Linked DNA regions of Mus musculus: regions 1, 2 and 4 are each linked to region 3. The links are chromatin contacts, called in public HiChIP or PLAC-seq maps. All regions are on one chromosome and are shown on one strand. Each heading gives the region's core, a stretch centred on a gene start, on an enhancer-like site or on the middle of the called end of the contact. The rest is flanking DNA. Distances are from core to core; before and after follow the strand shown.

Region 1 (6,162 bases), core at 862-3,361, 150 kb after region 3:
TTCACAAACAAACTACAGCATATATGTATAATGGAATGCTACTCAGCTCTAACAGGGAATGAAGTGCCAATAAATGCTACATGGACTAATTAAAAAAAACCCAAGCTAAGTGAAGTTAAGCATTTGGTGTATATCCCTGTGTCCCACTTGGGGGTCGGCACTAAGGTGTAAGGACTAATTGAGCTCAGGAGGAGACTCTCTAGGGACTGGAGAAATGGCTCCTCCATGCTTAGGTGCACAGGCCTGGGTTGGATTACCAGAACTCAATGCAGTAGTTACAGCCATTTGTAAGTCCAGATCTGGGTGACCTGATGTCCTCTTCTAACTTCTGCAGGCACCAGGCACTTACATGGCACACAGACACACATGAAGGGAATACACCCAGACAGAAAAACAGTTTAAGCCGGTTATGGTGGCGCTCGCCTTTAATCCCAGCACTCGGGAGGCAGAGGCAGGCGGATTTCTGAGTTCGAGGCCAGCCTGGTCTACAGAGTGAGTTCCAGGACAGCCAGGGCTATACAGAGAAACCCTGTCTCGAAAAAACTAAAACAACAACAACAACATTTAAAAATGGTAATAATAATAATAATAATAAAAGAAAGAAGTGGACAGTTGTAGCTCGGGCCTTTAATCCCAGCAATCAGGAGGCCAAAGCAAGGGATCTCTGAGAGTTCAAGGCCAGACTGGTCTACAAAGAATAGTTTCAGGACAGCCACAGCTATGCAGAGAAACCCTATCTTGAAAAACTAAAAACAAAAACAGCAAAAAACCAAAATCAAACAAACAAACAAAAAAGAAACCCCCAAACCCAAAACTTTCCAAAACAGCAAGAAAAGGTGAAGAGAGTTTTTTGAGTGGCTATCATGTACTGCTCCAGAGCTACAGAATATCATGGAGCTCAGGAGCTTTGTCACCACCTTCCACATTCTTTTAGCTGCTAAAAATGTCACTAAATACCACCTGCTTCTTAAAGGGGAAAAATAGAGGCTCAGTGATGGCATACTTTCCAAGCTTGAGAAAATCTGCTTCAGTTTGATCCCCAGTTCGTCCATTACCATAAAAAGATAAAACTCACTTTTAGTCATAAAACTGAGGAAAGAGGCAAGAGCATCTCTAGGAGTTTGAAGTCAGCCTGGTCTACATTGTTCCAGACCATTCAAGTTAGATGGTAAGCCTTGTCTCAAAAATAAAACAATAAAATGGAAAAAAACTCAAATATAAAATTTAGGACAGCCGGGCGGTGGTGTCCCACGCCTTTAATCCCAGCACTTGGGAGGCAGAGGCAGGCGGATTTCTGAGTTCGAGGCCAGCCTGGTCTACAGAGTGAGCTCCAGGATGGCCAGGGCTACACAGAGAAACCCTGTCTGGGAAAAAAAAAAAATTAGGACAAACTACTCTAAAAATTTGTGATTCTGGCCTTTTTTTTTTTTAAAAGATTTATTTTATATGTATCAATATATTATTGCTCTCTTCAGACACACCAGATACCAGAAGAGGGCATCAGATCCCATTACAGATGGTTATGAGCCACCATGTGATTGCTGGAAATTGAACCTCTGGAAGAGCAGTCAGTGCTCTTAACCGCTGAGCCATCTTTCCAGCCCGATCCTGGCCTTTCTTATGGTCTCCACAGTTCAGAAACCCAAACTTTAGAAGTCACCTTTCCTCACCCACAACTCCAAGGCAGTATTCCAAGTCCTGTTTCTTGCAATACAAGTTACCTTGTAGGCATTCACACTCAAAATGAATACCTACCACTTTCTGCTGACTGAAAGCCAAACATTCTTGTCTAGGATAACTTATCATAACTTAATATGGTCTTCAGAAGGGACAAACAGGCTCCTGAGGCAACAGAATTAACAGCTAACATGCTTCAATTTTCTTCTAATATAACAGGTAGAAAGGACAGGAAGCTAGTTCTGGGAGCTCTGTTACCCAAGACAAAAGACAAGTTTACTTTGACCTTTTTGGGAGAAGAGAAAGAACTTTTGTCATTTAAAATAAATGTGGCAACCCCTCGGGAGCCTTAAACAGATTCTGATTAAACACTTGAGTGTTTACAGCAGTGCTGATGACTTGGTAAACCATGTAAACAATGTACACCGAGCCACATCCCAGACCAACATTTCAACCTTTTGTTTTATTGAAGACAGTTTCAGTCTGGCTTCCTGAGTGCTGGGAACAGAGGCGTGAGCTACCAAAGTTGGCCCACATTACTTTCCTTAATTAGTAAAATGACATTCTAAATTCAAGGGCTGGACAGATGGCTCAGCCATTAAGATGGTACACAACCATGAAGTACAGAGTTCATATCCCAGCATCCACAGAACAAGCCAGGCAGTCTACATATTCCTGTAATCTCAGCTCCATAGGGAGTGGGGTGGAAATAGGACTATCACTGGGGCTTGCTGGTCTCTAGCTTAGCCAAGATCCTGCCTCAGATGAACAGGTAGAATACAAAGACACCTGACACCTGACAGACACTCTATTATAACTTTTGTGTGCACACATAGTCATGAGTACCTACATATATCGTACACAAAACAAGCACACACACACAATATAAAAGTCAAGACAAGATTATGACTTTCTCAATAATTTTTGTCTGGATGAAGTGAAATAGTATACTTACTTTATTTTTTACTTAAATTAATTACACTAGGTGACGGTGGTACATGCCTTTAATCCCAGTACTCGGGAGGCAGAGGCCAACCTGGTGTACAAATTAAGTTCCAGGACAGCCAGAGCTACACAAAGAAACCCTGTCTTGAAAAAACAAAAGTAAATAAGTAAAAATTAATTACATTTTATTTACCTTTTGTATATTTGTTTGTTTTTTAGTAAGTAGCTCTGGCTGTCCTGGAACTCACTATATAGACCAGGCTAACCTCGAAACTCAGAGATCCACCTGCCTTTGGTCCCAAGTGCTGGAACTAATGGCATATGCTACTACACAGGAAAACTTGTCTTAAAAATCAAAAAGGAAGGCACCACTCTGTAGTGGAAATTTTGAGGCCCTGGGATCTATCACGAGAACCACAAACCAACAAAAAGCCGACTACTGAATAATGCACATTAGTACAGAAGGCATAAATATGACCCTAAGCTATTTAGTTTACATTACACTAACAATCACATTTCCAAATGTCCATTCCTATGAACAGACTTCCTTCAGCTTATTAAAGAACTGCATATCAACGCAATGGGAGCCAAAACACTGACCCAACCTACCAAATATCATAGAGCCTAGCCTGACTCAAGCATGCTCATTTATTTATTTATTTATTTATTTATTTATTTATTTATTTATTTATTTAATTTTTTTGGTTTTTCGAGACAGGGTTTCTCTGTATAGCCCTGGCTGTCCTGGAACTCACTTTGTAGACCAGGCTGGCCTCGAACTCAGAAATCCGCCTGCCTCTGCCTCCCGAGTGCTGGGATTAAAAGCGTGTGCCACCACACCGGGCTCATTTTTTAAAAAAAAGATGTATTTATTTATTGAATGTATGTGAGTACACTGTTGCTATCTTCAGACACACCAGAAGAAGGCATTGGATCCCATTACAGATGGTTGTGAGCCACCATGTGGTTGCTGGGAACTAAACTCAGGACTTCTAGAAGAGCAGTCAGTGCTCTTAGCCGTTAAACCATCTCTCTAGCCTCACATGCTCAAATCTTAATTGTTGTAGTTTGGTAAAACCATTTTCACAAAGCATTGTTGGGATAATTTCTTGTGCACTGCGGAAAGATTATCTTTTTATGAAGCATCACCTGTCTCGGTGTTTTGTAAACATGTTCTCCATCACCTTCTGATTGGTTTAATAAAGAGCTGAACGGCCTATAGCAAAGCAGGAGAGGATAGGCCAAACTTCCAGGCAGAGATAGGAACTCTGGGAAAGAGAGAGAGAGGCGGGAGATTTGCCAGCCAGACACAGAGGAAGGAGGAACAGGTACAGGGACTGAGGAAAAGGTAACTAACAAGCCACAGGGTGTGACAGAGCTCGAGGGTCGGGTTTACTTAGATGAGCTAGCTGAGGGTCTGCCAAGCTCAGGCCAAGCTCTCATAATTAATACAAAGTGTCTGTGCATTTACTTGGTGGCCGGTGGGACAAGACATCCTGTGAAATGAAGTGTTTGGCATCTCGTGTAATTTATCAAAAACTGTAATAAATGAAAAAAATAATTATATGGGTAAAGCCTTATACCACTGTGAAGCTGGAGAAAATCTTAAACTGTGAGAAACTAAGTGTACAGACAGCTTACCTTCTTTTCAACACCTCTCTCTTCTCTATGCGGTTGAAGAGCTCCTGCTCCCTCTCCTTCTCCGTCATCTGCTCCAGTCGGGCCCTATCTTCCTCATCTCCCATAAGATCCTCTCCATAGCCATCATGGAATTCTTCATCTTCTGACGAGGAGTCTGAATCTGAACTGGAAGAGGAGCTGCTGCTCTCAGAATCTGACACTTCACCTGCAACGAAAACGTGACACAAAAGCTCACACATGCCCTGTGACACAAAAGCTCACACATGCCCTGTGACACAAAAGCTCACACATGCCCTGTGACACAAAAGCTCACACCATGCCTTGTGACACAAAAGCTCACACCATGCCCTGTGACACAAAAGCTCACACACGCCCTGTGACACAAAAGCTCACACACGCCCTGTGACACAAAAGCTCACACACGCCCTGTGACACAAAAGCTCACACATGCCCTGTGACACAAAAGCTCACACACGCCCTGTGACACAAAAGCTCACACACGCCCTGTGACACAAAAGCTCACACACGCCCTGTGACACAAAAGCTCACACATGCCCTGTGACACAAAAGCTCACACATGCCCTGTGACAGAAAAGCTCACACCATGCCCTGTGACACAAAAGCTCACACCATGCCCTGTGACACAAAAGCTCACACCATGCCCTGTGACACAAAAGCTCACACCATGCCCTGTGACACAAAAGCTCACACCATGCCCTGTGACACAAAAGCTCACACCATGCCCTGTGACACAAAAGCTCACACATGCCCTGTGACACAAAAGCTCACACCATGCCCTGTGACACGTGCCATCCCTTGGCTCTCCCACAGGAAAGCCACAAAGCCATTTCCACCCACTCGGGATGTCTCCTTGATCTGTCTTTGGTAAATGCAAACACTTAGGGAAATTTAGGCTGGAAAAATGACCATAATTCTTTTTCTTTTTGAGACAGATTTTTGCTATGTAGCACAAGACATCTTCAAACTCATGTTCTTCCTGCCTCTGCCTCCTGAGTTCTGGGTTTACAGGCATGTGTTACCTGCCACACTCATCTTTCAACTCAACTTGGTAGACCTAAAAAAAAACAACCTATAGACAGACAGACAGACAGACAGACAGACAGAATGACAGACAGATGTCAAGTTTTGCTGAGTGGTGGTGGTGCACCCCAGGACTTGGGAGGCAGAGGCAGGCAGATCCATGTCAGTTCGAGGCCAGCCTGATCCACAGAGCTAGTTTGAGGATAGTCAGGGTTACACAGAGTAACCCTGTTTCAAAAAACCAAAACCAGAGCAAAACCAAAAAACTAAGAAATATAAAGGCTAACCCTCATTAAAGGGTACTGGAGAGATAAGTGAAGTTATATAGGCAGTATTAACAAATGATCTAAGTAAACAGAGTATGAAAGTCAAATTGAGAAAGGGTTTCTCTTTGTAGTCCTGGCTGTCCTGGAACTCTGTAGACCAGGCTGGCCTTGAACTCACAGATCCACCTGACCCTGCCTCCTGAATGCTGGAATTAAAGGTGTGCCAACCACCACCAGTTATACTTCTTAATTTTTAATTACCTAATTTTTAAAATTACATTTGCTTATGTGTGTGTTTGTTGTGGGGGGATAGAAAGAGTTAGAGCGGGGGGGGGGGTGAGAATATGCTTTTGTCAGGGCTCATGTGTGGTGGTCAGTCAGTGTATTCCTAACTTTTGAGGCTCCAGAGATCAAACTCAAGTTATCTTGGTGGCAAGTATCTTGAGCCATCTAGGAAGCCCAGTTAACTTTGTTTTGAGTTGGTGGCTCACTGCATTTTCCAAGTTGGCCCCAAATTCTGGGTCCAAATGACCACACTGCCTTAGCCTCATGAGCAGCTGGGACTACAGGGGTGTGCCACCAAGTCTGGATT
Region 2 (6,620 bases), core at 1,808-4,307, 170 kb before region 3:
GTGACTCAGAGGCCCAGGGCACATGGGACTCAATGTCAGACAGAAGCTGGGGCAGCTCAGTGGGCAGGTTGGAACACTGTTTCTGCACATAGAGGACTCCTGGGTGCTGGGCCCGACCTTCCAACACATCCAGTACATGGCTTATGGGCAGGCGGCGTTCAGCAGGCATCACAAAGCGGTCCCCTCGCACCGCGTCCGCATAACCATCTGGAGTCACAGCCACACTCACCTCCGTGGAGCCCACCGTGGCTCTGAAGAAACAGACACTTGGTTTGTAGTCTGCTGCTAATGGTCACTGTTCCACCCAACCTCCCAAGGAACACCTTACCTTAAGTAGGACAGGGACCACTTCTGGAGGGCTGGCCAGTGCTGCAGAGCATTTCGGATAATGCAGGGCCTGTTGGGGCACACCCAATCCCGGTAGAAGCAGAGTGGGCTTGGGGGCTCATCCAGGTAGGGCACAACACGAGGTACATTGAGGTCTTAAGAAAGAAATGGTGGTGGAGGAGGTGTGAAATCAGTGGTACCCAACTTCCATCACACTGCACCAAGAAGCCCTCTATGACGGACATCCTAAGCAAGGGTGCTTCCGACCTAGGAGGCCTGCACTACTGAGCTGGTGGCCACAGGCTAACTGGGGTGGGTCTGGCTCTGGATGACCCCACAGATTCATGTGTGTGAATCCTTGACCAACAGGGAGTAGCACTAACAGGCGGTGTGGCCTTGTTAGAGGAAGTGTGTCACTAGGAGTGGGCTTTGATGTTTTATAAGCTCAAGTCTGGCCAGTGACAGTCTCTTCTTGAGGATCCAGATGTAGAACCCTCAGCTGGCCTCCAGACTGAAGCTGTAAGCCAGCCCCAGTTAAATGTTGTCCTTTATAAGGGTTGTGGTGATTATGGTGTCTCTTCACGGCAGTAAAATCCTAAGACAGCCTCCAATGGTGATATTCACTGAACGCCTGAAATGGACCCAGCACCGGGCCTGGCCAGTGTGGCTGAGAAGACACCACCACCATCTCACCAAGTTTACGGCTCATCTGTCTATGCAGGGAGGCAACTGCCCAGTGACAACACTCGAAGACAGGTAGGGGCTGAAGTGAGCTCTGCTCTCACGGACCAGCAGCAGCGTGCTTGGCCATCTAGGGCCAACACTTATGCACTGTGACACCTATGGAGACATTAAGTGACTCTGTGTAAACTGATGTGGAGGCTCACATCTGTAAACCCATCACCTGGAAGGTGGCATCAGGAGTATCAGATCAGCAAGCTCAAGGCCATCCTGTGTGTGTATGAGTGTGTATCTGTTGCTTTGCCCCATACCAATCCGGCCCTGGGCCTGGGCGTCTTTAAGTCCTGTTGATTCTACCCGTTGTCTCTCAAAACTACCTTTGCTTTCCCTCTGGTGCTCTGGGTCCAATGTCAGGCTTCTTTTCCTGACCATCCCTTTTTAAACTGTCACTTGTTAGGAACAATCTTTATCTCCTTGCCGAGTTTTTCTCCACAGATTTATCATTACCTGACCCTGTGTATTTTTTTCATGTTTCTTTTTTTTTGGTTTTTCGAGACAGGGTTTCTCTGTGTAGCCCTGGCTGTCCTGGAACTCACTCTGCAGACCAGGCTGGCCTGGAACCACAGAGATCCTCCTGCCTCTGACTCCTGAGTGCTGGGCCACCATCACCTGACCTGAACCTGCCCTTTTCCAGCCTTTGGGTTTTCTATAATTATGCTGGTTTTATTTGCTCACCATTTCCTTTAGAGGGTGGGTGTTTTTCTCCCCTAAAGCTTCAAAATGAACTTCAAACAATTCCTTTGACCCAGCAATTCTGTTAAGAATTTGACTGACAAAAATAAACATAAACACAAAGTCTGCTCCAAGCTCAGTCCACACTGCTTCCTGGATATAGCAGGCACACCCGCTCTGAGGGTTTAGCTGACCCATCAACCGTCCTCCAGGGCAGTGCTTCCTAATGCTCTACCCTTTAAGACAGTTCCTCATGTTGTGGTGACCCTAGGCTGTAACATCATTTCGTTGCTACTTCATAACTGTGATTTTACTAGTTATGAGTCACAAGATAAATGTCTGATGTTCAGGATATCTGACATGCGACTGCTCTGGGGTCTCGACCTCATAGGTTGAGAATACTGCTCTAACCACCTGTGTGTGACACAGCCGGTAAATTGACAAAATTGTGCTTGATCAATTGCTCTCCCTCTGTGTGTGGGTGTGCGCATGTGTGGTGTGTGCCTGTGTATGCATGTGTGGAGGCCGTTGACATTAGGTGTATACCATTCTCCACTTTATTTTCTGAGTCAAAGTCACTGAACCTGGAGCTCAGCAGTTGCTAAGCTGGCAGGCCAGGGAGCCCCTGGGGTCCTCCTGCCTTTCCCTCCCACCTCTGGAATCCCATCAGAAGTCCACCATCACCACACCCAGTGTTTTCTGTTAGTGCTGGGGATGTGACCCCAGATCATCATGTGCTTAAGAGCTTTACCTACCCACTTAGCCATCTCTCCAGCTTGTTTAATGATGGGGTAGTGAGGACCAGAGGAAGAAGAAAGGAAACACACAAGATCAACTGGGCGGCTGCCTACAATCCTCAAAGCTTGGAGTCTGAATGAACGAGGGAAGTCGCCTGCTTCTCTCCTCAGAACCCACCAGCATCCGAGATGTTTGAGGTGAAAGTATAGCATGGCAGCGCACGGGGACTCAGCACCCCGCTGGCTTTGAGAATGGCACCATGACTACCGTCAGAGCTGTGCTGGGTCTTGAAAACTACAACTGCACCCCACGAAGGCAGCCAGGCGTGCGATCCTGAGCTAAGGAGCCGTCCGCCAGCTAAAGAAGGGTACACACAAAACTGTGTGGCCACCGGTCGGACACTCATGCACACTGAGTTCCAGGGTGCCCAGGCTCCCTCCGCGCTGTCCTCGCGCGGTCGCTGCTGCCTGTGAGAGTGCACTCACCGCGAGCCGCCGCCGGGAACTCTTGCAACGCCCTCCGAACTGCCTCCAGAGCCGCCTCCGCCATGACGGCCGCGGGACAAGAACCCGCCCCTATTTCCGCTCCAGGATCGCAGCCCCGCCCCCGTTTCCGCCCTCTAGGAGGTGCAACAAGCGGCGCTCTTCTCAGAATTTGCTAGCAGGTTAACAAATGATTGTGTTTATTGACAATTTCATACATCCGTACAAACGAAACGTTAAAACAGTCCCACCCCGTACAGCCGGGGAGGAGACAGGCGCCACAGTATAAAAGTTATAAATAAGGGGCTTTCAAAACTGGGATAGGACAAATCTGGACATGGGCAGCAATTGCCAGTGGCCTCAGACATGCAGAAGAGGACAAAGTGCCACAGGCCACAAGACCCCACCCATGCAGGGTAGTGGCGCTTTCTCTAGAAGGGCAGGCTGGCATAAAGACCTCTAAAACCTGGTGGAGGTCAGGGCAGTGGGCCGACTTCTAACCCCCACACTGCCAAGGGGCCCACCTCAAGTGGCTTCGGTTCTTTGGGCTAGGAGTTTGACTATGCGTGTGGTAGAAAAATGGGAACACATGGTTTGGGTATTCACATGGTTTGGGTATACTCAACACTCAGGTTGAACCAACAAAGCTAAGCACCCATTAAACCTAGTTTCCTGCTAGCCTCTGCATTCAGAGCTGGGAAGTGGCGTTGAGGTTTCGACAGGTTTGTGTTATCTAAACCTGGTGAAATGTCACTACTCTGCCTTCCCTGATGCAGAGGAAAGGAGGGCCCAGGCCCAAAGACATACTCACTCCAATTCTGCAACCACCTCACCACTTCTTCCAACATACAGCTTCTCTCTCTTTTTGCTACTCTCTAACCGTTACCTTAACTCTATCCCTACCTCTGCCACCTACCTGTCCGGCTATTACTTTTCCAGTGGTCTCTTGCCCAGTGCCTTCATTCCACAATCTCCAGTGTCCAGTATTTCTGGGCACTCAATACTGCCTTTGAAAAGAGCCTCCTCCATGAGCCAGGTGACCCATAGGCCATCTCCGGTCAGCCTGGCTGTGGACACCACAACTCCAGAATTTCAGTCTAGTGTATCCATCCCTTTTTGTGTTTAGTGTACCCATCCCTTTTTGTGTTTCTGGATCAGAATTCCAATTAATCCAGGCTAGTGACGCTGAGGCAAAAATGTGAGGAAACCAGGTGCATACCAGCCAGGCAAGTGTTCTAAAATGAGCACTCAACTGTGCATATGATTTGTGTGTGTGTGTGTGTGTGTGTGTGTGTGTGTGTGTGTGTGTGTGTGTGTGTGTGTGTGTGTGTGTGTGTGTGGCCAAGGTTCTAGGAAGGTGGGCCAGTGCCCTGTAAACCATAAGGGTACTCCCAATACAGGTTTCTGATTGCGCATTGCCCAGGATGTAGGGAGAAAGTGGTCCCCAGGGATTCAACAGTCTGCTGGGGACCAGGGATAGAGAACAAGGAAGCCTAAGGGGCTGAGGAAAGTAGGCCAGGCTTTGCTGTCTGCCCAGCAGAGGGGTTTCACTGTCCTGCAGCAAAAATCCCACAACTAGCTCCACAAGGGGGAAAAGGGATGGGGCCAGAAAAAACACTAGGGCTCTCTTGCAGGGAACATGGGATTGGAATGTGGGGGCTCAGTTCCTGATACCAACTCAAGTTTTCTAATGGCTGGGAATACCCTGGAGGCCAGGCAGCTGTCTCACTGCCAGGAGTTGGGGGGAAACTACCCCTGCTCTGGCAGGCAGGGGAGTGCAGCTGGTGTGGGAGTAGAGGTAAAGGTCTACAGTTGGCTTTAGGACACTAAATACCACATTACCTTTCATCTCTATCCCAGAGTACCCTGTGGATGCTCCGCCCCAGGGAGCTCATCCCTGCAGAAACTTCAAATGGCTTCTAAGAAGAGAAGGCCAGCCCTTCCCGATGTCCCCAGGGGAGGCAGGCTGCCCTCCTACCCCTCACAGCACCAAGATGATGTAGACTCAAGACTTGCCCTGCTGTGAGCCCCAGGCTGGGCTTTAGAGGCAGGAGTCCCAAGGAAGTGAGGCAAAGTCAGGGAAATAAATTAATAAATACAGGGGCTCCATGAGGGCGGCTGGGAAGGCTGCTTTGCCTCTCAACACTGATCACTGCTGTCCACTCCAGACATTCCCACCTTTTCTTGAGTGGAAGCAGGGATACAGTTTGGAATGGAGAGCATTTCTCTTGGGACAGGCTTCAGGAACTCAGAGTCTACGCTCCATGCGCCGCTCCACAGCTCTTAGCAGTAGCTCGGAGTATTGCTCCAACAGGGCCTGCGTCTGCTCAGCCCCCACAGCCCCAGGGCTGCCACCTGGGCTGGACAGCACCGCCCCAGCCAGAACCTCGAGCTCCTGTCGCACCGAAGAGAAGGTGTCTCTCAGGAGACGGGTGATGTGACTTTGCTCTGCCGAAGGTGTCTTATAGCTGGTCACCTGCAACAGGAACACTGAAAGTGAGCTGGAGAGCAGTAGACAGTGGAATATAGAAAAGGGGCTCTGCCAGTGCCTTGCCCACCCAGTAGAAGGGACTGCCTAGGAGTTCTACACACAAGATCAGGATGGCCAGAGTCACTCTGATGGGTGGCCCAGATGAGGATCCCTCCAGACTATTAGAACCATCTACTTCTTGACAACTTTTCCCAACAACTCTTTCAAATGTGACAGTTACATTGTTTCTTCTATCTAAAGTGCCCAAACCATTTTGGGATATAAAAAAAAAAGATAACAGCCATGAATTGGGATTTTCTTGAATAATATGGTGTTCTACGCTACGACCCTGTTTCTTGCCTAGAAATAACCAACAGATTCTGGGGTTGAGAGGCCTGGCCTGGCTTCTGACCCTCCCCTTTACAATGCTCAGAATACCCTTGAGTTCTCCATCCAGTGTGTAGAAGAAGCTCTGTTGTTGCCTACAGTGGTTGCCCCATACTCACCGCTCGGTAGAGCTCCACTGCCTGGCGTACATTCCCCTGGAGCTCTGCCACGAGCTGTTCACACTGTTGCAGACTCAAGGCCAGTTCTGAAGGACAAACACCAGTGAGGCCCTGCTGCTTTTTCAGGCATCCCAACCCAGGGCTCTCAGAGCAGAGCTATAATCCCTACCAGCCGACAATCCTGGCCTCTTGTCCCACCTTCTTCCAACACCTTCCCCAACACCACACAAAGTTTAGAAGGAAAAGCCAGCCCTAGTATCCAGACTAAAGGGTTCACTGGGTCACAGGGAGATTATGAAGGGTGGCAAGAGTGTCTCACCATCAGAGGTGTGACTTATGGACCAAGACAGGAGCAGACAGGACAAAAACACCAAAGGCCAGGCACACAGAAATGGGACAGAGCCAGAAAGTAGCCAACAGAGACAGAAAGGATGGGCCAGGTGAGACTGGGGAGCCATGCACACCTGAGTCCTGGCTCAGGGCTACCCCTGGCCTGCTGCTTTCCACTGGGTTACGAGTCTTCTCAGGGGACAGGGGCTGCAAGCTCTCAGGGCCTTGGAGAAGGTTGTTGACTGGCAGTTGCTGGGCACAGGGGTGGTTGGGTCCAGGATAAGCCTGGCACTCTGTCCTAGATTTATGAGTAGTACCCTCCCCTAAACAGGAGTGCTTTTCAACTGTAGTATG
Region 3 (6,461 bases), core at 2,099-4,598:
TCAGAAATTCACCTGCCTCTGCCTCCCAAGTGCTGGGATTAAAGGCGTGCACCACCACCGCCCAAACTTTTTTTTTTTTTAAATAATCTGTAGGCCAAAGTCAACCCACTGGTTGCTTCTGTACAGACAAAGACACACCCTGGGCTTTTTTGTTTTTGTTTTGTTTGTTTGTTTGTTTTAGAAATATATTTATTTATTTAGATTTATTTATTTATCATTTGTAAGTACACTGTAGCTGTCTTCAGACACTCCAGAAGAGGGTGTCAGATCTCATTACAGATGGTTGTGGGCCACCATGTGGTTGCTGGGAATTGAACTCAGGACCTTTGGAAGAGCAGTCAGTGCTCTTACCCGCTGAGCCATCTTGCCAGCCCACATTTTATTTTTTAATCTCTTTAATACTTCTAACATTTTTTTAAAATCTTTTTAAATTTCTGATTTTCTCCTTTCACTTCTCCTCTCATTTAGTTTTCTCTCTCCTTCCTTTATTGACTTTACTCCCAGGTCTAACTTGTGCTCCATCTCCCCAGGAAAAGCTTTGTCACACACAGTTGAGTGTCTGTCTGATTTCTGTTAGCTTGCTTGCTTGCTTGCTTGCTTGCTTGCTTGCTTGCTTGCTTGCTTGCTTGCTTGCTTGCTTGCGACAGGGTCTTATACATCCCAGTCTGGCCTTGAGCTGCTATGTAGTTGGAGGAGTCTATGAACTTCTGATCTTTTTTTTTCTTTCTTCTATTAATCTTTATTACAGATTGTGTGTGTGTGTGTGTGTGTGTATTATGTATGTATGAAGATTTCTGGGTTTTGTTTGTTTGTTTTCAACAGTGGCAAAGCAACTCAAAGCCTTGTACATCTTAGACAAGTGTTTAAACAATGAGCTATATTCACGGCTTTCATTCTTGGCATTTCTAAAAGAGACATACAAAGTAGCTAGAGAAACCTAATATTTTGAACCTTCCCTAATTTCTTTTTTTTATATATATTTTTTATTACATATTTTCCTCAATTACATTTCCAATGCTATCCCAAAAGTCCCCCACACCCTCCCCCCCACTTCCCTACCCACCCATTCCCATTTTTTGGCCCTGGCATTCCCCTGTACTGGGGCATATAAAGTTTGCGTGTCCAATGGGCCTCTCTTTCCAGTGATGGCCGACTAGGCCATCTTTTGATACATATGCAGCTAGAGACACGAGCTCTGGGAGGTACTGGTTAATTCATAATGTTGTGCCTACAGGGTTGCAGATCTCTTTAGCTCCTTGGAAACTTTCTCTAGCTCCTCCATTGGGGGCCCTGTGATCCATCCAATAGCTGACTGTGAGCATCCACTTCTGTGTTTGCTAGGCCCCGGCCTAGTCTCACAAGAGACAGCTATATCAGGGTCCTTGCAGCAAAATCTTGCTAGTGTATGCAATGGTGACTTCTGATCTTTCTACCTCCACCTTCTGAGTACTGGGTGCATGTGCCACCATTGCCAGTTCGCTACGTAAGAGACTTACTTTAGTCTTTTTTTTTTTTTAATTATTATATGTAAGTACACTGTTGCTGTCTTCAGACACTCCAGAAGAGGGTGTCATATTTCATTACAGATGGTTGTGAGCCACCATGTGGTTGCTGGGATTTGAACTCAGGACCATTCGGAAGAGCAGTCGGTGCTCTTAACCGCTGAGCCATCTCTCCAGTCCCCTTACTTTATTTAGTCTTACCAGACTTCTATTGGCTTTAGTCTTTTTTTTTTTTTCTAAATAAACCTCAACTTTATTCAGCTGACATGTTCTGAAAACAAGGGGTGTAAATAAATTGCCAATCAAAGCTATTTAAATTCAACAAGGCAAGCTGGCTTTTGAGAAAAAGCTTGAAATGAAACCTGTAAAACCTACTATTTACTTGGTCCTTGGATTTAGCATTCCTTCAAGTGGCCATACATGGAGAATACATCTATTTTCTTAGTCTTAGATTCCTTCTGGCACCCTACTAGCTTCAAACCCTGTCACTTAGACGACTGTACCAAGGTGCACACACCATCTGCTAGCTGCAGCTTCTGACAAGCTCTGATAGGGACGCAGGCCTCCTCCCCTAGAGGGTATCCCACTCAGGCTAGGGGCCCTTCCCTGCTGGAGCCTGTAAGGACAGTTTGCCCAATCAGGTCAGAGTCTTCTCACAAGGCACTGAATGGAAATTTGAGGGAGGGCAGCCTGGGCAACCAACTCAATGCCCCTTGAGTCCAGATCCTCTGCGTCCATTCCCTGCCCCCAGGCAGTAGTGCTGACCTCACCACAAATTCATTCCAAAGGGAGACCTGGCTGTGAAGGTGGAACATCAAGTTCACTAAAGCCAAGGATTGCTACAAAGGTGGAAACCCATTATGTACTACAAAACACTGCTCCAACAGCCAATGAAGGGCAGGGGCTAGGGCCTTTGCTGCCCACATTTTGAGTTCAAATGGCTCAATTACAGCTTGTACATCTTCCAAAGCATGCTGTCTGGTGGGATCTTCAGGTGCCAGGGGGCATAGGAGTCAGGTCTGTGCAGTACAAACTCTATGGCCAGCCAAGAGCCCATGCCTATCTGCCTCCCCAAAGTGAGATCAAGGTGTGGAGATGCTGCAGGTCTCCTGTCTTCGGAGAATACTTGGCTTCTCGAAACTTCCTGGTCCCAAGCGACTAGGAAACCACCTTCCACCTAGGACTTCTTTAATACCTGAACCTTTTGTTTAAGCTTGGATTCTGTGCCCCACTTTAGGCACTAAATGTAAGTAAATATACAGGGCTTTTTCTATGCCCACCCTGTTCTGAAATAATAACATGGAGATCTGGTATTTTTATAAATGAGCATCTTGCACTATATCGGGCAGGGTTCTTATCTATTCTAACTCTAATCTAACCTAATTAGTCCTCTGTGACTCCTTCTGGCAAACTCTCTGGTCTCTACAGGACCCTTTCACAGGAATTGGAAGTCCCATCATATTCTTTCCTGCACAGGAATTTGCTGAACAGCTATTAACCAATCAGAAGTGATGGAAAACAACTTTTACACAACATTGAGAAAGAAGATACATGACAATGCCAGTGTCCAGATGCAACAAGGTCTCGGGACGCAGTAATCAGCATCTGAATACACAGTGCACAAAACCATCTCCCAGGAGAGATCCACCTGCCTCTGTCTCCCAAATGCTGGTGTACACTATCACTACCCAGCTTATAAAACATATTTTTTTTTTATTTTTAAGGGCTAAGGGGCTAAAGAGACAATTCAAAAGTTATTTGTGCTGACTGCCCTCTCCAAGACTCAAGTTCAGTTCACAGCATCAATGTTGGACAACTCACACTGTCTTTAATCCCAGTCCAACAGGAATCAGACACTTCTGGCCTCAGAGAACATCCATACTCATGTGCACATACCAACTCCACACAGTCACTACATGTAGTGGTACATGCCTTTAATCCCAGAATTTGAAAAGTAGCAGTGGGTAGATTCCTGAGTCCAAGGCCAACCTGGTCTACATAGTGAGTTTCAGGACAGCCAGAGAGCCAGAGAGAGAGAGAGAGAGAGAGAGAGAGAGAGAGAGAGAGAGAGAGAGGGAGGGAGGGAGGGAGGGAGGGAGGGAGGGAGGGAGGGAGGGAGAGAGAGAGAGAGAGAGAGAGAGAGAGAGAGAGAGAGAGAGAGAGAGAGAGAGAGAGAGAGAGAGAGAGAGAGAGACCCTGCCTTAAAAAATAAAATAAGGGGCTGGAGAGATGGCTCAGTGGTTAAGAGCACTGACTGCTCTTCCTAAGGTCCTGAGTTCAATTCCCAGCAACCACATGGTGGCTCACAACCACCATCTGTGATGAGATCTGACACCCTCTTCTGGAGTGTCTGAAGACAGCAACAGTGTACTTACATATAATAAATCTTTAAATAAAATAAAATAAAATAAAATAAAATAAAATAAAATAAAATAAAAACACAGTTTTCCCTTAGGGCATGAACGCCAAACCTGTTCAGGCTGAATCAGCCCATCTAGTCTTCATACCACATGGAAATGCACTTTGCTAGAACTATTTAAATTTGATTGTTACTAGGGGCAGAGGAATTTATACTATTGTTCAGATATTGCACTATGTGTAGCCCAGGGAAGATGGGGGTTCCAGTGGTTTCTAAGGTTGCTAGGTGGATTATTGGCTGAGAAACATGTATGCATATTAAGGTCAGGGAACCAGCCTGTCAAGTGCATTACTACAAAATGGGGAGTTATATATAGCCAAAACCAGATAGGGTACCAGACTACACTATCTCCTATGCTTACCTGATCCATAAGGACCTGAATTCTGACTCTCAGCACTGATATGAAAGTCAGACATGTTCCCATGAACCCAGTGCAAAACATACCAGGGGCTGGCTAACCAGCTAGTCTAGCAAGCTCTAGGCACAGTGAGAGAGCTGCTCTCAAAAATTAAGATGGAGGGCCAGGCACGGAAATGCACAACTTTGGTCCCAACACTTAGTGGGTGGGGTTGAAAAGACAGGTGAATCTCTGAGAGTATAAGGCCAACCTAGCCTATATAGTGAGTTCCAGTCCAGCTGGGGCTACTTCAGATCTAGTCTGAAAGAAAAAAAAAGGAAAGAAAATGACACCCAATATTAACCTCTATCCTCTGTAGGTATGCATATCTCCATTTCCTCAACCTCTCACCTCCAACACACGCACATCGTACTTGATCATCTAACTACAGCTTTATCTTTCTAACTTGTTGAAGTTTTACTAAGTTTGTGATGGTTTTGACCAAAAGAATACAATAGAAATTGCTAAGCAGGGTGGCAAAACCTGTGATACTTAAAAGGCTGATGCAGACAGATTGAAAGGTGGAGCTACATAATAAAAACTGTAAGGGCCTGTGAATCGCTAAAGAATGACACCCCAGACTCTAATAGTATGTAAATGCAGTGTTTTATTCTGCAAAAGTCCATCATGCTGGGGGTATCCCATTACCAGTATAGAGAGACAATCGAGTGTGCTCGCAGGCCGGTTTTAAAGCACATTAGAGCATTCTGGGGTAGGTGACCCTTATCTTACTCCATCTCTAGGGACCTTCCATTACTGAGCGAAGGGGCTGGAAACTCTTGTTGAGGAAGTAGCTGAGGAAATCTGGAAACTGCTGCTGACTCATTGTTCTTGTCTCAAGCCAGGTGGCAGGGGCAGCTTCTAAGGCCCGGAATTGCCTGGAATTGCCCAGTTCTCAAAAACAGAGATTTAGACTTAGTCTCCTTTACTGCCAATTTGAAGGCTGTCATGAAATCAGCCAAGCCTTCTCAGAACTTATCTCAAAATAAATAAATAAAACAGAAATAGCCATCAGATATGGTGCTGTATCAGTTTTAGGGTGTGTGTGTGTGTGTGTGTGTGTGTGTGTATGCATATGTGTATGTACAAGTACGTGTGATCCTCCTGCTTCTAGTTCCCAACTGCTAAGATTACAGTTATGAGCCACCATGTCTGATTTATTTGACTCTGAGAATCAAACCCAGGGCTTCACACATTCTAGGCAAGTACTCTGCCAACTGAGCCATATGCCCAACCTGGAACTTTCATATATTCAATAGATTACCAAAACTTGATAATAGATATTGGTAGTGACATTGGGGAAAAGCCCAGGTCAATCTTTGAAAGGCATGAAGGGACTTTCAGAGGGAATGAAAATGGTCTACTTTTTGATCAGGTAGCAGTTATTAGAATGTCCGTCATATCTAAACTCTGACATGAAGACTTAAATTTATAGGATGTATATAATTTGTACAACTTTATTTTGAACTTTTGGGCAGTTGGGGATTGGGTCAGCAAGGTCAGTGTGGGCATTCCACACCCAGGGTCAGTCCTTGTCCACTTCCATCATGGGTGTGACATAGTGGTTGTCATATATTTTCAGGATCTTGTGAGAGGCAGATGGTCCCTTTTTTCCTGATTCTACAGGAACATGACATTGCTGGAGGTTTTTTTTTTTTTTTTTTTTTTTTTTTTAGAGATTCATTTATTTATTACATGTAAGTGCACTATAGCTATCTTCAGACACTCCAGAAGAGGGAATCAGATTTCATTACAGATGGTTGTGAGCCACCATGTGGTTGCTGGGATTTGAACTGGGGACCTCTGGAAGAGCAGTCGGCACTCTTAACCACTGAGCCATCTCTCCAGCCTCTGCTGGAGTTTTTTTATTCCTTCCATTCTGTGAAGTCTTCTGCAAACCAGAGCTTGGCAGCAGTTTTTAAAAGTTTCTCATCTTCCTGGAACATCTTAATTTCTTACTCAGGAAGAGAAATTATGAGCTTGAACTTCAGGTCATGGTTAGATTCTTGTGCCTTCTTGGTCTTCATGGCTGTTGTTGGTAGTCACACTGACTAGACTAGGTCAGGGATCGCTAGGCAAGCTAGTCATAGATCCTCTGTTAAAAACAAACAAAAAAATCTTGAAGACAGCCTATTAGGTAGAA
Region 4 (5,940 bases), core at 754-3,253, 230 kb before region 3:
AGAAGAAAAAAAAATTATCCAAAGAAGAATGTAGGTGTGACACAGGCTGTCGAAGTCTGGGCACTCAGGGATTGAGCCAGGGACTCACTGGAGCCATCAGAGCTGTGCTGGACAGTAAGTTACCATGAGCCTCTTTGTCCTTCAGGGGGCACTGAGAGGCAGCAAAGGACCTAATTTATTTTTCTTACTGTGTTTCCTGCTCTATCTAGAGAGGAAAAGGAACAGAACAGAGAGTTTCTGCCTTCCATAGATTAAAAACCAAAGAGAAGACTAATACCCAGGTTTGAAAGAGGATGTGCCATGTCTGTGTGGGCCCATCTGCAGTCCCCATCAGAGTAGGCAGCCAGGCAAGGAGAACCTGTCTTGTCCCAGCACCTGCTGCCTGACCCTGCCAAGCCTCCCTCAGTTAGGAATTCATAATTCACAAACTGTCAGCCCCTGGCAAGACCTGTGTGCCCTTCAACCACTGAATGTCCCCAAAGCTTTTTTGGTAGGTGGCAGAATTTAAATTCAATAAAGCTTGTCTTGATTTGTGTGGAGTCCCAGAGCCTTCGGACCCAGGTAAAGCGAGAGCAGCCCCATCCTGAGCTGTGAGTGGAAGAGACCAGCGCCCTGGTGATTGATGATGTTGTTTGATTTTTAAAGAAAGAAATGCATTTCATTGTGTCCAGGTATGTTTTTCTCACAAGATGTAGCCTCTCTGAAGAAATCTCTGTAATACCTTTTCTTCCAAGCTAGACACCTCACATCAGGAGTGCCTATCTGGGCCAGGATTGGTCTACTTCTGCCTCTTCAGTGTTCTTTCCCAAGCCCACCTAGTCAGGCGCCGCAGGGGCTGCCTCCTACTGTACCCTGCTCTGTGGCCCAGCAGAAGAACACTGTCACCATCACTTACGAAGTAGGAATCACAGCGCAGCAGTGACCACATGACCAACAGCAGCAGAAATGAATGAATCTGAACAGCATCCCTGAATCTTCACAAAAACATACTCCAATCCCTAATTGTCTGCATCTGGCAACCTCAGGGTCAGAACCGGGGATTTAAGAGAAAATGCTAAGAGCTCACACCCATTTCGCAGCACTTGGGAGGCAGATGCAGGGGGATTACCATGAGTTCGAAGCCAGTCTGAACTACATCGTTTGTTTTATGGTAGTCTGTGTAAAACAGAATACTTACGCCACCATTCACACTTCCTATCTTACTTTCTAAATAATGGTTTTAAGAGAAACACAGTGTTTGCTTTACTCTGAAAGCGTGTTTTTATTAATTGGACACACACAGGTGAATGTTTGATCCCGGGGCTGTAACTGTATTTGTGTCAGTGTCCATGGAGAGGTGATGCCTGGGAGGTCTTGACTTTCCTCCTAGTTGTCTTCTGCTTTCTCTGCACAGTTGTCATATATCTACCTAAATATAATCACAAATGTATGTCTCGTGAGTCTGTCTCTAAAATGCGTCCGTATGTTCAATGTAGATATGGCCAAGTCACTTCTGTACAGAGCCTCAGAGGAGGCCTTTCTAGGGACAGCAGGCTAAGATTTCTGGGATCTGCCTTCCCACTCCTCTCCACCTTCTGCTGGGAGATGCCTAGCAGCTAAGCTTGCTCTGACCTGGTGATGTTCTTGAACAAAAAGAAACCATGGGTCTACTTTTGTTACATTCTCTTGTTCTTCATAATAACTTTACCAGAAGGAAAAAACAGAAATGGTGATAAAAATAAAAGATTGTGTCTTCTCAGGACCAATGCACAGTTCCTAGACTGTTCAAATACTCCTCCCACCTCACACATACATTCACTCTGTATTGCCCCATCCTCATGTCGGTTTTCTGTGTCAGAGAAATGCTAGACAGAATTCAGTTTCAAGGAGGGAAAGTTTAAATTGGCCAATAGTCTGAGGTTATTCAGTGCAGAGGTCAGCTGTGAGCTGGGGATGAGGCAGAACACCATAGCAGCAGGAGCACACGGCAGAGGAGGTGGTTGCCTCTTGGCAGCCAATAGCAGAACCCAGGACGGGGTCTTTAAAGGTGCACCTCAGTGACCTGCTTTCCTGTCTTCACCTTCATCTGTGGATAAATTCAGAACCCTTATGATCCCATCACCTCTCTACTGACCACGCCTTCAGACGTTTCATATGTAGCCCACCATAATGTATCATCCTGGTTTTCAAAGAAGCCACCTCAGAGTGTTTACACACTGGGGAAACACACACCTACTTGTGCTCTCCCTGGTTCTAAAGAGCCTATTTGTAACTACCACACACATTGGATCACAAGACCCTCTGCAGGTGAGGGGAAGTAAGTGCTTCCGCTGGGTCCTGCCATCGTCACCTCCCAGTGAAGCCCTGCTGAGCCCAAGGAGAAAGAAACTGCACTTGGGCTTGTTGAGGGTTATGTAGGCAGATGGCCAGGTAACCTACCGGCAGGACCCCAAAACAGCCTGAGTCTATTCAAGTCATCCCTGGTTCAAGAGTGTATCAGGCACATAGTATTTAGCAATGTAAATCACACAATGCCTCTATCCTTTAAAATCTCATTTAAAAGTGTCAATCCCCACTGCCACTAGCTTCTTGTAACTGTGTCCACTTTTTAAGAGGTAAGTGGTCCCTTGGGTCCATTTTCAAAGGAGATGCAAGAGTCTAGAGAGGTATACCTCTTCTCCATGCCATCCCTTGTGACCCTAATTCCTCCCTCATCCTCTCTGGGAAAGAGGTCTCGTACTCCACTCGAGAGGTCAAAAGCCCACACTGAAGGACTGTGAGTAGTACTTGGGGAGGGGGGGTGCACCTCAAGGTCCTGTGCCTCTCAGGTGTATACCACCTGCAGAAGGTGTTGGGCTTTTCCTCTGTCACCCATGTACCCTTGTGAAGATGCCAGCCTGGACTGTCATTTAGCACAACATATTTTTTTTATTATCATCCAGAGGCATGAGGTTAGGGTAGAATAGACTCCTCCCCTCTTTCCTGGATGGATCCAGATTAGTTTAAGCCAATTGGAGTATTTCATTCCCCCTAGTCACAGATACCAGTTCAAAAATACATGTGTTTTCCTCATCCCATTTTCAACAGGTACCACCCCAGCACTTAGGAAGATGTTCCACATAGTCCCTCTGGGCTGGCAGAGAGGAGGTATTGAACGAGGCATAGGAAACCCAGATCTGCAGTAACAATGTTTGGGATGCTGGAGCAAACAGCACCTGAAGTCCTGTTCCTGCTAGATTGTTTTCAGTTACGGCCAGTTCACCCATCTGTATGTATCATTCAGTCCAGCTCAAACAGAAAGTTCAGTCTCTTGGCAAGGATTTCAAAGACCAATTGACCTTTTCACCAAGGGCTTCGTCACTCACTGCCAATGAGGAGCTGCCCCTTGTACAATATGCATTGGCTCTAGTTGCTGCTGAGCCAGGGGAGGGGGCATGGGAAGGAGAGCAGTCCTCTAATCCTGTCCAACAATATCTTATTTAAAGATTGATTGTACTTTATGTGTACAAGTGCTTGTCTGGTGTGTGTTCACTGCCTGACTATCTGGTGCCTTCGGAAACCAGAAGAGGGCACCAGATCTACTGGAACTGGAGTTGCAGATGGCTGTAAGCCTCCTGTGGTGCTAGAAACAGAATCCAGATCCTCTGGAAGAGCAGCCAGTGCCCTTGACCACAGTCCCATTTCTCCAACCCCACATCTAACAACCAAACAGTCACCTCTGCTTAAACCTACCAACAAAGCATGGTACAGTTCTGTCTGACCTCAGATCTCACAAACCTGGAGGAGCTGAGGCCAGAGCCCCTCAAACCCAGAAGGCTTTCCCGATGAAGCTTTCCCTTACAGATGAGACTGGGCACCTTCAGGGTGCTATGGCTGAAGACAAGGCTTTCCCTGCAAAACAGGAACTGGGCCTGGAAGACTGTAGCATTTCTTCTAGAATATTCCTTAGAGCTGATCAAAGTCTGGGGCATCAGGCAGCCCATGCAGAGGGCTTGTGCTGCAGTCAGGAAGAGCGAGCACCTGCCCCGGTGGTTACCTATAACTAACTGAACTTGGGTCCCAGTCTCTGAGATGGTTGTGTGTGAATGTCTGAAGACTGGGGTGAGGGTGGGGGAGCCTACAGCACCTCAAGGAAGTGTCCCTGTGGCCAAGGCTTTTGAGAGAAGAGGTCAAGACTACTGACAGGAAGCCTGTGGGAAGGGGTTGTTGCTCATAGAGGAGCTATGAGCAGGAGCTGCTTCCCTGGGTACCTTCTGCCACAATAAATCTGTCATTGGCTTCTCAATACTTAGCTAAGCTGAGCTTGTGGCCCAGATCTATTCAAGACCTGGGAATCTAAGCCCAAGACACTACAGCTTCCTGTGGCTATTCCTAGTTAGAGAGAGGCTGTCAGACGGCTCCTTCAATCATCCTAGGATGGGTGTGGAAGAGAAAGGGAGTCTACAGCTTTTAGCCAGAAATCCTGATCATGGATACCTCTCATTAGACTTCAGCATCCTGCAATGTTCTCACTAGAGCCAACAAGACCCTCCTCACCTGCCAACAGTGGAAACAGCCAGGAGATGGGGTAGAGGATAAAGGAGGAGACCCCCTAGCAATGAGCCTAGAGCATTCTTGAGCCACCCTCTCCTGTCTGGGTCCCGCCCTGTAGCAGGTGGGAGGACAATGCTGCTTGTGTGCTGACAGGCTGGCAAAGGGGAGGGCCATACTGTGCCTCCAGCCTGACCTTTCTGGTTCCCTCCCTCACTCCCCAGGCTTTGCTATTTTGTATCTCCATTCCAGCAGTGGGACCTCCTAATGAGGACCCGGACATCAACTGCCAAGGTGAGCAACCCTAGCTCCCTTCTGTCCGCCAAAGAGCAGGGGCCATGGCTGTGGTGCTAGGACTATAGCAGTAGGTGTTCAGAGTAGAGTCTGGAAAGTTGGGATAGGGGTGGCTCTGGGTCATTCAAGTGCAGGCTACCAGTCAGACCTCTTACTCGCTTAGGTTCCAATCCGTAATTTCTGTCTCCATGGGGACAGTGTATCAAGATAGGGCCTCAGACTCCTGGCAGAAGGATCATCAGTTTCCACAGTACTTCCCAGCCCCCATGCCTCCACCACCTCCAGACACAGGGAAATGCCCAGTCGCCATTCACCCTCAAAGAGCTAAGGCTCATAAGCTGGTTGTCCCATCAACCCTCCACCTCCTTAGCCGCAGCGTCCCTGACGAGAAGACCCAGGCCCAAAGCTCAGCCCTTCTGAGTTCAAGTTTGGCCATGGACTCTGAGTATGAGATAGGCCATGTCCGCAAGCTCCAGGCTCAGCATACACACATGCAGGAGAAGACCTTCACCAACTGGATCAATAACATCTTCCGACTAGGACGGGTAAGCAAGGTCTGAGGACGTCCAGTTCTGACCAGTGACCTGGGGGTCTGCTGTAGAGTCATCTACCTGTAGCTATTTCTGGCCTACCCCTCCCAGGCTTTAAAGTGGGGTGGGCAGGAGATGCTGGGCTGACCCCACATCTGCCTCAATCCACTCCTCAGGTGGGCATCAGGATCCAGAACCTGTACACAGAGTTTGCTGACGGTGCCCACCTACTGCGGCTATTGGAGCTTATCTCTGGGGAGGCCCTACCAGCGCCCAGTCCGGGCCGCCTGCGCGTGCACTTCCTGGAGAACAACAGCCACGCCCTGGCCTTCCTCAGGGCCAAGGTTTGTTCTGGGAAGGTGTTTCTGGCTGAAGGGCTGGGTGAGAGGAACCAGAGGTCATCAAAGGAGGCCCAGGCCTCAGGCAGAGCAGGAGATCCGGGCTTGAGTACCAGAAGTGCAGCTGAGGAGGTGGCGAGGGGTGTAGCAAAGTTCTCCTTGCCCTGTATGCTTGGCTTAGACAGCCACCAGCTGGCCACAGCAGGAACAGTCTAAAACCCTCTCCGGACTGAAAGCATCTCTGTCTAATGAGGGAAAGGACCTGAGTG

The links. HiChIP or PLAC-seq counts read pairs in DNA pulled down with a chosen protein or histone mark.
Region 1: a contact with region 3 is called in an H3K27ac HiChIP or PLAC-seq map of embryonic stem cells, with 16 read pairs. The contact joins two enhancer-like sites. A contact is called at or near these places in 1 of 15 datasets of contacts at CTCF or cohesin (large pre-B cells), 1 of 484 Hi-C or Micro-C datasets (cerebral cortex), 3 of 115 datasets of contacts at active chromatin or transcription factors (all in embryonic stem cells) and 3 of 9 other capture datasets (adipose tissue, liver and pancreatic islet).
Region 2: a contact with region 3 is called in an H3K27ac HiChIP or PLAC-seq map of embryonic stem cells, with 6 read pairs. The contact joins the promoter of Jmjd7 here to the enhancer-like site in region 3. A contact is called at or near these places in 2 of 39 promoter capture datasets (both in liver), 4 of 115 datasets of contacts at active chromatin or transcription factors (embryonic stem cells and stem cell-derived neural progenitor cells) and 3 of 9 other capture datasets (adipose tissue, liver and pancreatic islet).
Region 4: an H3K27ac HiChIP or PLAC-seq map of embryonic stem cells shows a contact between it and region 3, with 13 read pairs. The contact joins the promoter of Sptbn5 here to the enhancer-like site in region 3. A contact is called at or near these places in 3 of 39 promoter capture datasets (the 3T3-L1 cell line, hematopoietic stem and progenitor cells and stem cell-derived epiblast-like cells), 3 of 484 Hi-C or Micro-C datasets (all in embryonic stem cells) and 2 of 115 datasets of contacts at active chromatin or transcription factors (both in embryonic stem cells).

The regions. Positions count from the first base shown.
Region 1 is chr2:119,703,745-119,709,906 of GRCm38.p6, reverse strand. Rtf1 (RTF1, Paf1/RNA polymerase II complex component) reads right to left here. Exons shown (of 18, transcript NM_030112.2): 4 at 4,264-4,468. Among named protein-coding and RNA genes, the nearest start is that of Rtf1, 32 kb to the right of the region's middle. Within about 2 kb of position 2,111, at least 5 of the 459 cell types and tissues checked have an H3K27ac peak or open chromatin away from gene starts, as enhancers often do. A contact at or near this core is called in embryonic stem cells, where this site is marked.
Region 2 is chr2:120,023,920-120,030,539 of GRCm38.p6, reverse strand. Jmjd7 (jumonji domain containing 7) reads right to left here and starts at 3,057. Exons shown (of 8, transcript NM_001114637.1): 1 at 2,964-3,057; 2 at 329-482; 3 at 1-251. The coding sequence starts at 3,027. Mapkbp1 (mitogen-activated protein kinase binding protein 1) reads right to left here. Exons shown (of 30, transcript NM_011941.3): 28 at 6,401-6,620; 29 at 5,937-6,022; 30 at 3,137-5,436. The coding sequence ends at 5,209. Gm28042 (predicted gene, 28042) reads right to left here and starts at 3,057. Exons shown (of 27, transcript NR_104353.1): 1 at 2,964-3,057; 2 at 329-482; 3 at 1-251.
Region 3 is chr2:119,854,203-119,860,663 of GRCm38.p6, reverse strand. No RefSeq gene overlaps it. Among named protein-coding and RNA genes, the nearest start is that of Mga, 40 kb to the left of the region's middle. Within about 2 kb of position 3,348, at least 6 of the 459 cell types and tissues checked have an H3K27ac peak or open chromatin away from gene starts, as enhancers often do. A contact at or near this core is called in embryonic stem cells, where this site is marked.
Region 4 is chr2:120,084,976-120,090,915 of GRCm38.p6, reverse strand. It overlaps Sptbn5 (spectrin beta, non-erythrocytic 5), which reads left to right and starts at 2,003. Exons shown (of 67, transcript NM_001370938.1): 1 at 2,003-4,803; 2 at 5,174-5,348; 3 at 5,510-5,677. The coding sequence starts at 5,238. It overlaps Ehd4 (EH-domain containing 4), which reads left to right. Exons shown (of 6, transcript NM_133838.4): 6 at 1-1,429.